Linked DNA regions of Mus musculus: region 1 is linked to region 2. A link is a contact called in public promoter capture Hi-C data. All regions are on one chromosome and are shown on one strand. Each heading gives the region's core, a stretch centred on a gene start, on an enhancer-like site or on the middle of the called end of the contact. The rest is flanking DNA. Distances are from core to core; before and after follow the strand shown.

Evidence for each region. Promoter capture Hi-C pulls out the DNA fragments that hold promoters and counts their contacts.
Region 1: a contact with region 2 is called in a promoter capture Hi-C map of embryonic stem cells, with 2.1 times the contacts expected there. The contact joins the promoter of Il1r1 here to the promoter of Rfx8 in region 2. A contact is called at or near these places in 4 of 39 promoter capture datasets (the 3T3-L1 cell line, HPC-7-derived erythroid cells and embryonic stem cells) and 1 of 115 datasets of contacts at active chromatin or transcription factors (pancreatic cancer cells).

What each region holds. Positions count from the first base shown.
Region 1 is chr1:40,264,685-40,270,700 of GRCm38.p6, forward strand. It overlaps Il1r1 (interleukin 1 receptor, type I), which reads left to right and starts at 1,902. Exons shown (of 11, transcript NM_001123382.1): 1 at 1,902-2,197.
Region 2 is chr1:39,719,026-39,724,959 of GRCm38.p6, forward strand. It overlaps Rfx8 (regulatory factor X 8), which reads right to left and starts at 1,964. Exons shown (of 15, transcript NM_001145660.1): 1 at 1,853-1,964. The coding sequence starts at 1,917.

The sequences.
Region 1 (6,016 bases), core at 652-3,151, 550 kb after region 2:
CATGGTCCTTCTCCAATGCTCCTGGATCTGGTCCTTTAAAAACGTCTAAGTCAGCATGCAGCTGCTGGTGTGTCCATCGGCATGCAGACATGAGCATAGCTATCTTTGATGCTGTCCCATTCACCGTCAAATCATGAACCAGCCTGGGAGCCTTTTGATGGATAAATGGATAAAGGAAGTGTAGCATATACATTAAATAGAGTATTATTTAGTTCTAAGGAATTAAATACAGCCGATATTAAATCCCACCTTTTTAGGACAGTGCATAGACCTGCTAATAATTGTGTAAAGTAATGACCTAGAATGGAGACTGTTAGAGATGAAGAAGCAGGAGGGGGATAATAGGGGTGGATATGATCAAACTGTATGGGTGTTCGAAATGCCACTTCTAACCTGTGCATAATCACGTCTCATAATCACTGCTCATGGTTAATAGGCAGTAAGACAAGGCACGCAGATGGGGACTACCACAGTATACACCTGTCCAGACAGCCTTGAGACTTGGTCTGTCTGCATCATGATGAGAGCTGTGCAGCAGAGTCGCCTGGAAGCTTTGAAAAACCCCGACACCAGGCAGCCCTCAGTGACTATGACATGGCAATTCTGGCTTCTAAGGGGGTCAAATCTTCTGTGGATGTGAGTTAGAAGTACTCAAGGCTGTGAGAACAGCCTCTGGAATACAGACCCATGGGACAGGGCTAGGGCAGGGTTAGGGATAAGGCACCAGTTCCTTGCCAGACTTAAGCCTGCCTTTCGGAGGCAAAGGAGCAGTCCAAACCTTTGGAAATGAGTGAGGACCTTCTGCCCTGCTAGGCCACAGGTGGCATCTATGATATACCATTGATGCTGCCCCTTTAAGCTTTCTACCATCTCAGAGTTTCCCCCGGGGTTACTTCAACCTTGGGTTTCTAGGCTGCATACGCGAATAAGGCAGGAAATTCAAGGCCTGTCCACGCTGGAAGGCATGCAGGAAATGGCCATGTGCTCTATCTAGAGGTATTAAGCAATCACTGTTTCTTTGCAGTTGTATTGCAGGGTGGTGCATTATATGTGGAAGAAGCTGGGGGGTGAGGGTAGGGAGCACGGAATGGTTGGTGCTATTTCCAGGACCACAATGTCCTCCTTGCACCCTGTCCTAAAATTTGGCTATTCTTGATTTTTTTTTTCATGTGCTTTCTGAGAACTCTGGAATTCTCCTTTGCAGAGCAAATCCTACAATTAATTGGGATATGATAAGGGGACCTGTTTTTCAGCCTGGTGGACAGCAGTAAAGCAACCAAGTAAAAAGCCTATGAACTATCAACTCTTCACCAGAGCTCTTTAACTCCTCCTACCTATAAAGGCTGCGGGCCTTTATACCAAAAGAGGAAATCAAGGTATTGCAAACTTAATGACTCGGCTAAGTGCTCAAAGCCAGTTCGAGGCACACAGTACTGGGCTCCAGTTGTGCTGAGCACAGAACTGTGTTTTCCTCAGGATCTGATACCCCATGGGTCACCAGCTCGGTTCTTGTTAGGTGGCACAATCTGGTTGCGATGTAGACGTGAGTTGACCCATCTAATTTTGGTTTGGGTGGGAACACAGAGGCTGCTCAGAGGAGCCAAGCCATCTGGGAATCAGAGCCATTCTTCCTGGAATCTGGGACATCTGGCAAGGATGCAGGGATTTTGGAATGCCCCCAAGGAGATGCAGTGACCCTCCAAATGCCCCCAAGGAGATGCAGAGACCCTCCATTGCCTCCACCCCCGGAGGGATACAGAGACCCTGGAATGTTCTGCGTGGATGTAGATATTCTGGGATGTGGGGCAGAAACTCCACAACCCAACCTATCCGGCTCCCAGGGCGGGGCATTGGCACTGGGCCAGCTAGCTCCGAGCCCGAGGCTGAGGACGCTGGCCTGCAGTCTCCGCCCGCTGCACGCCCCCGCGGGCGGCTCAGAGTGGGAGCAGCGTGCTGCTCAGAAGGTCTTAGCTGGTGCGGGGTTCCAGGAGCCGCCTGGGAGCGCGGCGCCCACCTAGAAGGGCGGGAGCCCAGCTGGTGCCCGCCTGCCCCAGAGCGGAAGGAATGTGACCCCCGAGCGAGCGCGGAGCAGCCCTTGAGCGGCTCCCAGGGCTCCGGTTGCTCCCGGCCTGAACGGGTTTAGTTCGGAGCTGCTGGATTGTTGAACATCGCCACTGGGGCACCCGGGCACGCCCAGGTAGGAGAAAACTAGAGAGTTCCTGAAATAGGGTCGCAAGGCCTCAGAGCTGCCTTGACCCAGACAAATGCCTTTCTTAAGTTACTCCCAGTAGCCAGCAGGTCAGCGTTCTCTGTGGATGTAGGATAAAGGTAGTGACAGTTTAGTCCTCCCCCTTTCTGGTGTGTGTGTGTGTGTGTGTGTGTGTGTGTGTTGGGAACTTGCCCAACTCTTTAAGTTTGCTCTAGGTAGATGAGTCTCCCTTGAGTAAATTGCTCCCAGGCCTTGAAATTGGGCCAAATGCAACTAACTTGTTCAGGAGTGTCCCTCTTAGAGGTTTGGGCTCAGAAGAGAGGTCTTAATGAGGCAAGAAGTGGATTCCTTAATGCCCCTGATGAGATGTCTCCTCTCTCCAGACAGGTCGATACTGGGGAATGTAGATGCATTATTTACAAAACCACACAGCACTTGGCTGTTTATAGGGCCCCTTATTCTTACCGCCCTTTCTCCTCCCAGAAGTCCTGTAGGTGAGATGCCAAGGTCACCTTGCTTTATATCAGAAGCTTAGCGGCTATCTTTTCTGAGGATTGGCACCCTCTGAGCTTCAGATCCCCTTGGGGAGACCGGGTGAGTGAGAGCGGCTGCCAGGGAAGGCAGGTAGACTCATCTTCCCACCAGGCTAGCTCTCTGTACTGCTTCCGATGTTCACCAGCTGGGAGCATCCCATCTTTCTGACCCCAAGGAACAGCCTAGGAACTGAGACAACAGAATCTAATCAGTTGGGCTACTTGGGCCATGATAAAGAAGAGATGAAGTCTATCTGTCATTGGAATTGGTGCCCGAGTCATCCTCACTTAATAGTAGTCTTCTGGGTGGTGGATATCCCACATGGAATCCCATGGCTGTGAGCTCCAGGAGCTGGTGCTGGTGACAAGTACTACCTCTTCCCCCTCTTAACTTACCAAGCAGCTGCTGGCATCCTTTTCTATTTTGATCTCTTCTAATTTCTTAATATCCTACCCATTATCTAATTTAATTATATATACACACATCTTAAACTAGCTTCTGACCTAAGTGGAAACATCGTGGGCTGGCTCCCATTCTGGTGCATAGTATTTACTTGCCAGTAGGCTCAGTCTTGGGTGGCCATTTGTTCTAAATTCTCACACAGCCTTGGCTCTGCTGAAGCCCCATGCTGTGATGTGGCAGGAGAGTGCTCTTCCTACTCCCGAGGCTTGTAACATGTAACATCTTCCGCTGAATCTCCATCCCAGTGAGACCGCTTAGCATTAGCTTTCCTCATTCTACCAAACCAATAGTCACTGAACGCGACTATGTCCCAGGCACTGGGGGAAGTATGAGGGAAAGTGAAGGAACTAAATGAAAATCCCCGTCTTCTCATGCATAGGCCCTCTTGGCAAGTCATAGACTACCAGAAGGCTCCCCCCCCCCCGCCCCCCAGAAGAGTACTTTGAAATTTACCTCTTTGCAAAGCCTGTGGGTCTGGCTGCCCTGTAGGACACAGTAGAGAGGGCGGGGAGACAGTAGTCATACATGTAGCTCAGTGGTTTTCTAAGGAAGAGCAGGGATTCTGAGATATACTCGCAGGCCAGCTGTGCAAGAGAACCAGGATGGATTGGAAACCTGCGGATGGGAGGGACCAGCAGGGAGTGTCTACTCACCTGCAGTCAGAGATACTATAGAGGGAACAGCTTGTTGGTGAGCCAGGCCATTGCAGTGGGACAGCCATTGCATACAGTACGGGGAAGAGCATAGATCCTCAAGAGTCTGAGTCTGTACGGTGGATCTATTGTGAACCTGCCACTTCAAAGCAGAGAGGTTATCAGGACCCTGACTCATTGGCCATGACCTGCCCCGTGTGTTGTTCTTAAATGTGCTGGCACTTGATCTGCATCTCCCTCTCTCTGTGGTTGCGGCATGGTTAGTGCTACAGGAGAAGGACCTGCAGAGTTAGCAACCTCACTCTCCTCTGCTTGCTTGCCTGCTGGGGCCTCCGGAAGCACCATATTCCTAGCCAGACCCGGTGCAAGAGTGGGCAGAGGGGCCCTGCCAAAGAGAACTGTCACTAAGCGTGGAGAGTCACTGGAGATTTTTCCAAGTCCCCTGTCCCTTTGGTTTCCAAACTGTCTCTTCCTCCTGTGTGTCCTTTGGCATACATATGACCAAATGATTGAGGCATTTTTCTATCTCACCTGTTTTGTGAGGGATTTATAAGATGTCATAAATTAAAAAAGAGTGAGAAAAAATGGAATGTCAAAAATGACCCGGAAAGCCCCAGCTGTCAGTGTCTTCAAGGTAAATGTAAAATACTCGAGAAAATAAAACTGATGTAAAGTCAGGTAGAAACTTGTATTTGGTTTTGATTAAAGGGGCAGGAAGAGCAAGACGTAGGCCTCTGAAGTTACCCGTTCTGCAAGCACAGGTTAGGAACCACAGCACAGCTTCCAGCTGACAGAAAGGCTCTCCAGAGCCTGGCTCTGCATGTCTGGCCACCTCAACTCAAAAACCCAGGTCACCTAAAAGTATAGCAGTGGCTCCCAGGGGGATGAAGTGAAAGATGAGCCGCTGTCCCTTTCAGTCAAAGAATCTTACCCTGTCGATTACCCAACACTTTTGTGTACATATTTTTAAACAACCTGTTTGCAGATCCAAATTTATATCATAAAACTTAGCTGTTCTACCATTTTTAAACAGCAGTATGGTGTTTAAATGTAAAGAAGACATAAAAGCACTTTTATTAAACTCACTTATTTCAGCATGTCAGTTCTTAGGGTAAGGCTATGCAGCATTTTATATAAGTTGACCAGAGAGAATAGCATGGTAGCATACATAAGTCTTCAGGGGGAACAGAGGAGCTAGTGGCCACATGCAGACCTGGTCTTGATCAAGTCAAGGTCTCAGTGCAGTCAGAGGTGAATCTTCTAGTCGTCACAACAGTGATAAACCTCCCTAGCCTTTCAGTATGTATGGGAGTCATGCCAACTCTGCATTTTCTATAAATGTGGAGTGGACTCAGGGGTTAAGCTCAAAACAGCAAAACCTTTTCTGTTGCGTGGGACACCTGGTGCTCATGAAGAAGAGGAGTCAACTCTTCATGAACAGGACTGCCTTGTGTTGTTCCAGATTCTAGAATCTGACCGACACCCAAAGTGTCTCCTGCCACCACATCCTACATGTCTCTAGGGACTTAACCTGACTGGGGGAAGCAACGGAGAAGGGACAGACACTTACATATAGAAAAGCTGGTATTCTCCAATGATGGAGAAGCCCCATCGCCTTGGCAGCTCTGTGTGTTTATTATATATCGTCAAACAGAGAGGTGCAGTTACTATGTGCAACTGTACCAGGAGGCAGGATTTCTTGTATACAGATACAAAGGAGGAAGGGTATTGGATGTAGCTGAGCACAGAAGCAAGGTGCACTGATCTCCGTAGAATCCATCTCTGAAGAAGAGCAGTCTTCAGGCTGTAGACATCCAGAAGGGAGAAAGCTATGATGGGCACGTTCTGCACACACTGTCAACATCCACACTTAGACCCACGAGGGAAGGCTCTGGCATTTTCTGGAGCCTAGCCTGGGGAAGGAATCGAAGGCACTGGGACTCATGACACTACGTCAACCACATACACTCACTAGCTCCTCATGTTCCCCTTCTGTAGTCTCTGGAATGCTCGCCCAGGGGCTCTGCCAACTATGTTGACAACTACTAGCTTCACTGCATGACTAGGTAGCAGCGATTAAAGCATTTGTGTGGGTGTGGAGCCTGGCATAGCCCATGCAGGAGTAGATAAACTGTAGGGGCGGATAGTACAGACGCTA
Region 2 (5,934 bases), core at 714-3,213:
AGGAAGTAAACGACTCGGGGTGGGCCTTTGATGGGGATTATTCTACCTGGGGTCCCCTCCTCTCGGATTTAAGGCTGCCATTAGCAGTACGGCTGCCTAAGATATTCTCCACAATGCTCTGTCCTGCTGCAGACACAGGAACAGTGGGGCGGGTTGAGGACCGAAAATTCTGGAGGAGCTATTGGTTAAACCATTTTCTTTATTAACCTGATTTTTTTTTTCAGCGATTGCCATTTTTATCTCTCCCATCATAATGTAAACAGAAGCAAGAAAGTCACGGGCATGGCGGCAGCACACTGCCCCCCAGGGAGCCAGTCCCAAGGGAAACCTGCTCTGCTAAGCCTGACCTCTATTGCATGCGGCTCTGAGGAGAGGGTGTGAGGCAGGTGACCACCACAGGTGACTCTGGTTAAGGGGCTGCCATTGTGCCACCAAAATGCCCCTGTGCTTTACCTGAGATTAGATGCCAAGGCCTGACCCGGGGTCTGCGTCTACACTATTGTGTCCAGGCTTGTGCTCCCTCGTCTGACCATGTCTCTTCCTGTCTCTGACTTGGAGACCTTACTTCTGTTCCCCCAGACTGGCCAACATCCTGACCTTTCTCCCAGGGACAATTTATCATGTTCAGATGACAGTGGTAATCATGGCCCAGATAGGACCCCACCTGACTGATCGTTGTCCCTTCTAACAAGGCACTGACTGGAAAACAGGGAGTGATGTAATCCATAAACAGGGCCCTTCTTCCACAGGACATCTGGGGCCTCTCCCTACTCTCTCTTGAGCTGCCTCCCATGGTTCCTCCAGCTCTAGCCACTGCTGCCCCCATTCTGGGCAGCCTGATATCTTTGTTCCAGGATTCTATCTTAGACACTGGGGCAGTGGTTTGAATGCCAGTGTTAGGAGAATTGAAGTCTTTTGGTTTTCTCAGTTCTGAAGAACCTATGGCAAAAGGAAATCTGGCCACAGTACCTGACCTAAAGAGGATGCCCAAGTAGTTTAAACTTTGTAATCATTCTTTCACTTCTCTGTAGCAAAAGTCTCTGTAGCAGTGGTGAGCTGAAGTAGCTAATTAAGGCACCGAACTGACTCTTTTGCTAAGAAGGCAGGCAAGGGGGTCTGACTACATTTTTTTTTCCTCTCGCAAGATAAGATGGGCAATAAATTCTCTTTTGGAACAAAGTAGTAACTATAATCATAAACATATTCTTCTCTTTTTTAAAAACTACTTCTTCCTCAGGTGACTCTTAAAAAAAAAAGTTTCCCCTGAGAAATATTTCTTAAAGCTCACACAAAGAAAAATGTATGCTGATATATAATAGTCACCTTATAAAGCTACAGTCTGAGGACTGGCTTTAATTATTTTCCTATTTATAAAGAGCCACAGACTCTTTTGAGTTCAGGCCCATGAGCTGAGGGTATTTTTTTTTTTTATAGTTTTCCTCTCCTCTATTGAAATAGCCAAGAAATGACTTTCACAAGTAATACGTAGTGCATTGTTGAAGCTAAACGTTGTTTTAAGTTAAGACACTTCCATTCTAGAGCTCTTGCCAGGAGGAAAACAACAACAACAACAACACGCTTCCTCCAAGGCCAAGGCCTGCCAGTGTTTCAGTAACAGGGCTTCGCTCTGGTTGGAACAGGCTGGATTGCTCCCCCACGGGAAGTGGGACCCACCGGGACAGCTAGGTGGAAAACCAGCACCACACCGGGTGCAGATACGAAGACCTTGTGTGTGTGTGTGTGTGTTCCCTCGTTCTCCGCCAGGGTCTCCTGAACCAGGGGTGCTCCTCTCCCGTCCTCCGGGGCTCCCCACCTGCCGGCAGCGCCCGTATCTCCCTGTCCTGACACTCACCATTGAATGATACCCCGGTGCAGGCCCAGGCCACTCGCAGGAGAGGCCGGCACCGCCTCCGCCATGCCTCGCCCAGCGGGCAGCGAGCGGGGCACCGGTCCTCTCCGCCGTGTTTACTTTAGAGCGGGGGCGCGCGGGGGGCGCGTGCAGCTGGGGGGTGGGAGGGGGGATGCTGGGCCCACGCCTTGCACCCAGAGGTGCGGGTTGGGGTCTCTTCCCCGCCCACCGCCACCAAAGGTCGGAGAGGCACCTCCCATGTCGTTCCCCATCCCCCATGCTGCCGCCCTTCCCCTCTCTGGCCAACGTTGGGCTAACGGATCAAACCAGGGAACAGAGAAAAGCTCAGGCATAAACTTTCGGCCAGGTCGGTGGCAGTGTTTGATCACCAAGGGTCTGTAACTGGACAGCACTTGAGAATTATTTGATTATTTCCGCACTTTGAAAAATACTGATGATCAGCTAACACCTCCTTTCCCAAAGGGTTCAGTATAACGGGCCCGGGTGGTGGTGGGACATGGGGAGGGGAGTTGGCCCGGGAAAAGCCCTTCTCTGGACAAGAGGCTGTGTTCCAGGTGACCTAGATGGTGAAAATAGAATCCCAGGGAGAGGGGCCAACGTGCAGCTTCCGGTGGCTGCTGCTGCAGACCGATCCCTCCAAGCCTGCAGGGACAGCTGTCTCAGAAGCTCACACCTTTCATGGGGAAATAGGCTATTGTATCCAGTGCTACTGGACAGGCGTGGCACACTTTTAAGACTCCGACCATAGGGATGTGACATTGGCTGCTCACTGGTTACAAGTCTCAGAAGGATGTCTCAATCTCGATGAAAAAAAAAAACATACTTGCCAATCATAATAACACAACATCAAAGTTCAACTTATAAACGAGTGAAGGGCATGAACAGGCCGTTCTCCAGAGATGACACACAGCTGTCCACAAAGTTCCTGCTCGATTCTAGACGACAAGGAGACGCAAGCCCAGGCTGAACCCATTAGAATGACTTTTTTGTTTTTGTTTTTTAAAAAAGATTTATCTATTTATCTATCTATCTATCTATCTACTTATTTTTTTTTAATTTTTTATTAGGTATTTAGCTCATTTACATTTCCAATGCTATACCATAAGTCCCCCATACCTACCCACCCCCACTCCGCTACCCACCCACTCCCCCTTTTTGGCCCTGTACTGGGGCATATAAAATTTGCGTGTCCAATGGGCCTCTCTTTCCAGTGATGGCCGACTAGGCCATCTTTTGATACATATGCAGCTAGAGTCAAGAGCTCCGGGGTACTGGTTAGTTCATAATGTTGATCCACCTATAGGGTTGCAGATCCCTTTAGCTCCTTGGGTACTTTCTCTAGCTCCTCCATTGGGAGCCCTGTGATCCATCCATTAGCTGACTGTGAGCATCCACTTTTGTGTTTGCTAGGCCCCGGCATAGTCTCACAAGAGACAGCTACATCTGGGTCCTTTCGATAAAATCTTGCTAGTGTGTGCAATGGTGTCAGCGTTTGGATGCTGATTATGGGGTGGATCCCTGGATATGGCAGTCTCTACATGGTCCATCCTTTCATCTCAGCTCCAAACTTTGTCTCTGTAACTCCTTCCAAGGGTGTTTTGTTCCCACATCTAAGGAGGGGCATAGTGTCCACACTTCAGTCTTCATTTTTCTTGAGTTTCATGTGTTTAGGAAATTGTATCTTATATCTTGGGTATACTAGATTTTGGGCTAATATCCACTTATCAGTGAGTACATATTGTGTGAGTTCCTTTGTGAATGTGTTACCTCACTCAGGATGATGCCCTCCAGGTCCATCCATTTGGCTAGGAATTTCATAAATTCATTCTTTTTAATAGCTGAGTAGTACTCCATTGTGTAGATGTACCACACTTTCTGTATCCATTCCTCTGTTGAGGGGCATCTGGGTTCTTTCCAGCTTCTGTCTATTATAAATAGGGCTGCTATGAACATAGTGGAGCATGTGTCCTTCTTACCAGTTGGGGCATCTTCTGGATATATGCCCAGGAGAGGTATTGCTGGCTCCTCCGGTAGTACTATGTCCAATTTTCTGAGGAACCGCCAGACTGATTTCCAGAGTGGTTGTACAAGCCTGCAATCCCACCAACAATGGAGGAGTGTTCCTCTTTCTCCACATCCACGCCAGCATCTGCTGTCACCTGAATTTTTGATCTTAGCCATTCTGACTGGTGTGAGGTGGAATCTCAGGGTTGTTTTGATTTGCATTTCCCTGATGATTAAGGATGTTGAACATTTTTTCAGGTGCTTCTCTGCCATTCAGTATTCCTCAGGTGAGAATTCTTTGTTCAGTTCTGAGCCCCATTTTTTAATGGGGTTATTTGATTTTCTGAAGTCCACCTTCTTGAGTTCTTTATATATGTTGGATATTAGTCCCCTATCTGATTTAGGATAGGTAAAGATCCTTTCCCAATCTGTTGGTGGTCTTTTTGTCTTATTGACGGTGTCTTTTGCCTTGCAGAAACTTTGGAGTTTCATTAGGTCCCATTTGTCAATTCTCGATCTTACAGCCCAAGCCATTGCTGTTCTGTTCAGGAATTTTTCCCCTGTGCCCATATCTTCAAGGCTTTCCCCCACTTTCTCCTCTATAAGTTTCAGTGTCTCTGGTTTTAAGTGAAGTTCCTTGATCCACTTAGATTTGACCTTAGTACAAGGAGATAAGTATGGATTGATTCGCATTCTTCTACATGATAACAACCAGTTGTGCCAGCACCAATTGTTGAAGATGCTGTCTTTCTTCCACTGGATGGTTTTAGCTCCCTTGTCGAAGATCAAGTGACCATAGGTGTGTGGGTTCATTTCTGGGTCTTCAATTCTATTCCATTGGTCTACTTGTCTGTCTCTATATCAGTACCATGCAGTTTTTATCACAATTGCTCTGTAGTAAAGCTTTAGGTCAGGCATGGTGATTCCACCAGAGGTTCTTTTATCCTTGAGAAGAGTTTTTGCTATCCTAGGTTTTTTGTTATTCCAGATGAATTTGCAAATTGCTCCTTCTAATTCATTGAAGAATTGAGTTGGAATTTTGATGGGGATTGCATTGAATCTGTAAATTGCTTTTGGCAAGATAGCCATTTTTACAATGTTGATCCTGCCAATCCATGAGCATGGGAGATCCTTCCATCTTCTGAGATCTTCTTTAATTTCTTTCTTCAGAGACTTGAAGTTTTTATCATACAGATCTTTCACTTCCTTAGTTAGAGTCATGCCAAGATATTTTATATTATTTGTGACTATTGAGAAGGGTGTTGTTTCCCTAATTTCTTTCTCAGCCTGTTTATTCTTTGTATAGAGAAAGGCCATTGACTTGTTTGAGTTTATTTTATATCCAGCTACTTCACCGAAGCTGTTTATTAGGTTTAGGAGTTCTCTGGTGGAATTTTTGGGGTCACTTATATATACTATCATATCATCTGCAAAAAGTGATATTTTGACTTCCTCTTTTCCAATTTGAATCCCCTTGATCTCCTCTTGTTGTCGAATTGCTCTGGCTAATACTTCAAGTACTATGTTGAAAAGGTAGGGAGAAAGTGGGCAGCCTTGTCTAGTCCCTGATTTTAGTGGGATTGCTTCCAGCTTCTCTCCATTTACTTTGATGTTGGCTACTGGTTTGCTGTAGATTGCTTTTATCATGTTTAGGTATGGGCCTTGAATTCCTGATCTTTCCAGAACTTTTATCATGAATGGGTGTTGGATCTTGTCAAATGCTTTTTCTGCATCTAACGAGATGATCATGTGGTTTTTGTCTTTGAGTTTGTTTATATAATGGATTACATTGATAGATTTTCGTATATTAAACCATCCCTGCATCCCTGGAATAAAACCTACTTGGTCAGGATGGATGATTGCTTTAATGTGTTTTTGGATTTGGTTAGCGAGAATTTTATTGAGGATTTTTGCATCGATATTCATAAGAGAAATTGGTCTGAAGTTCTCTATCTTTGTTGGATCTTTCTGTGGTTTAGGTATCAGAGTAATAGTGGCTTCATAAAATGAGTTGGGTAGAGTACCTTCTACTTCTATCTTGTGAAAAAGTTTGTGCAGAA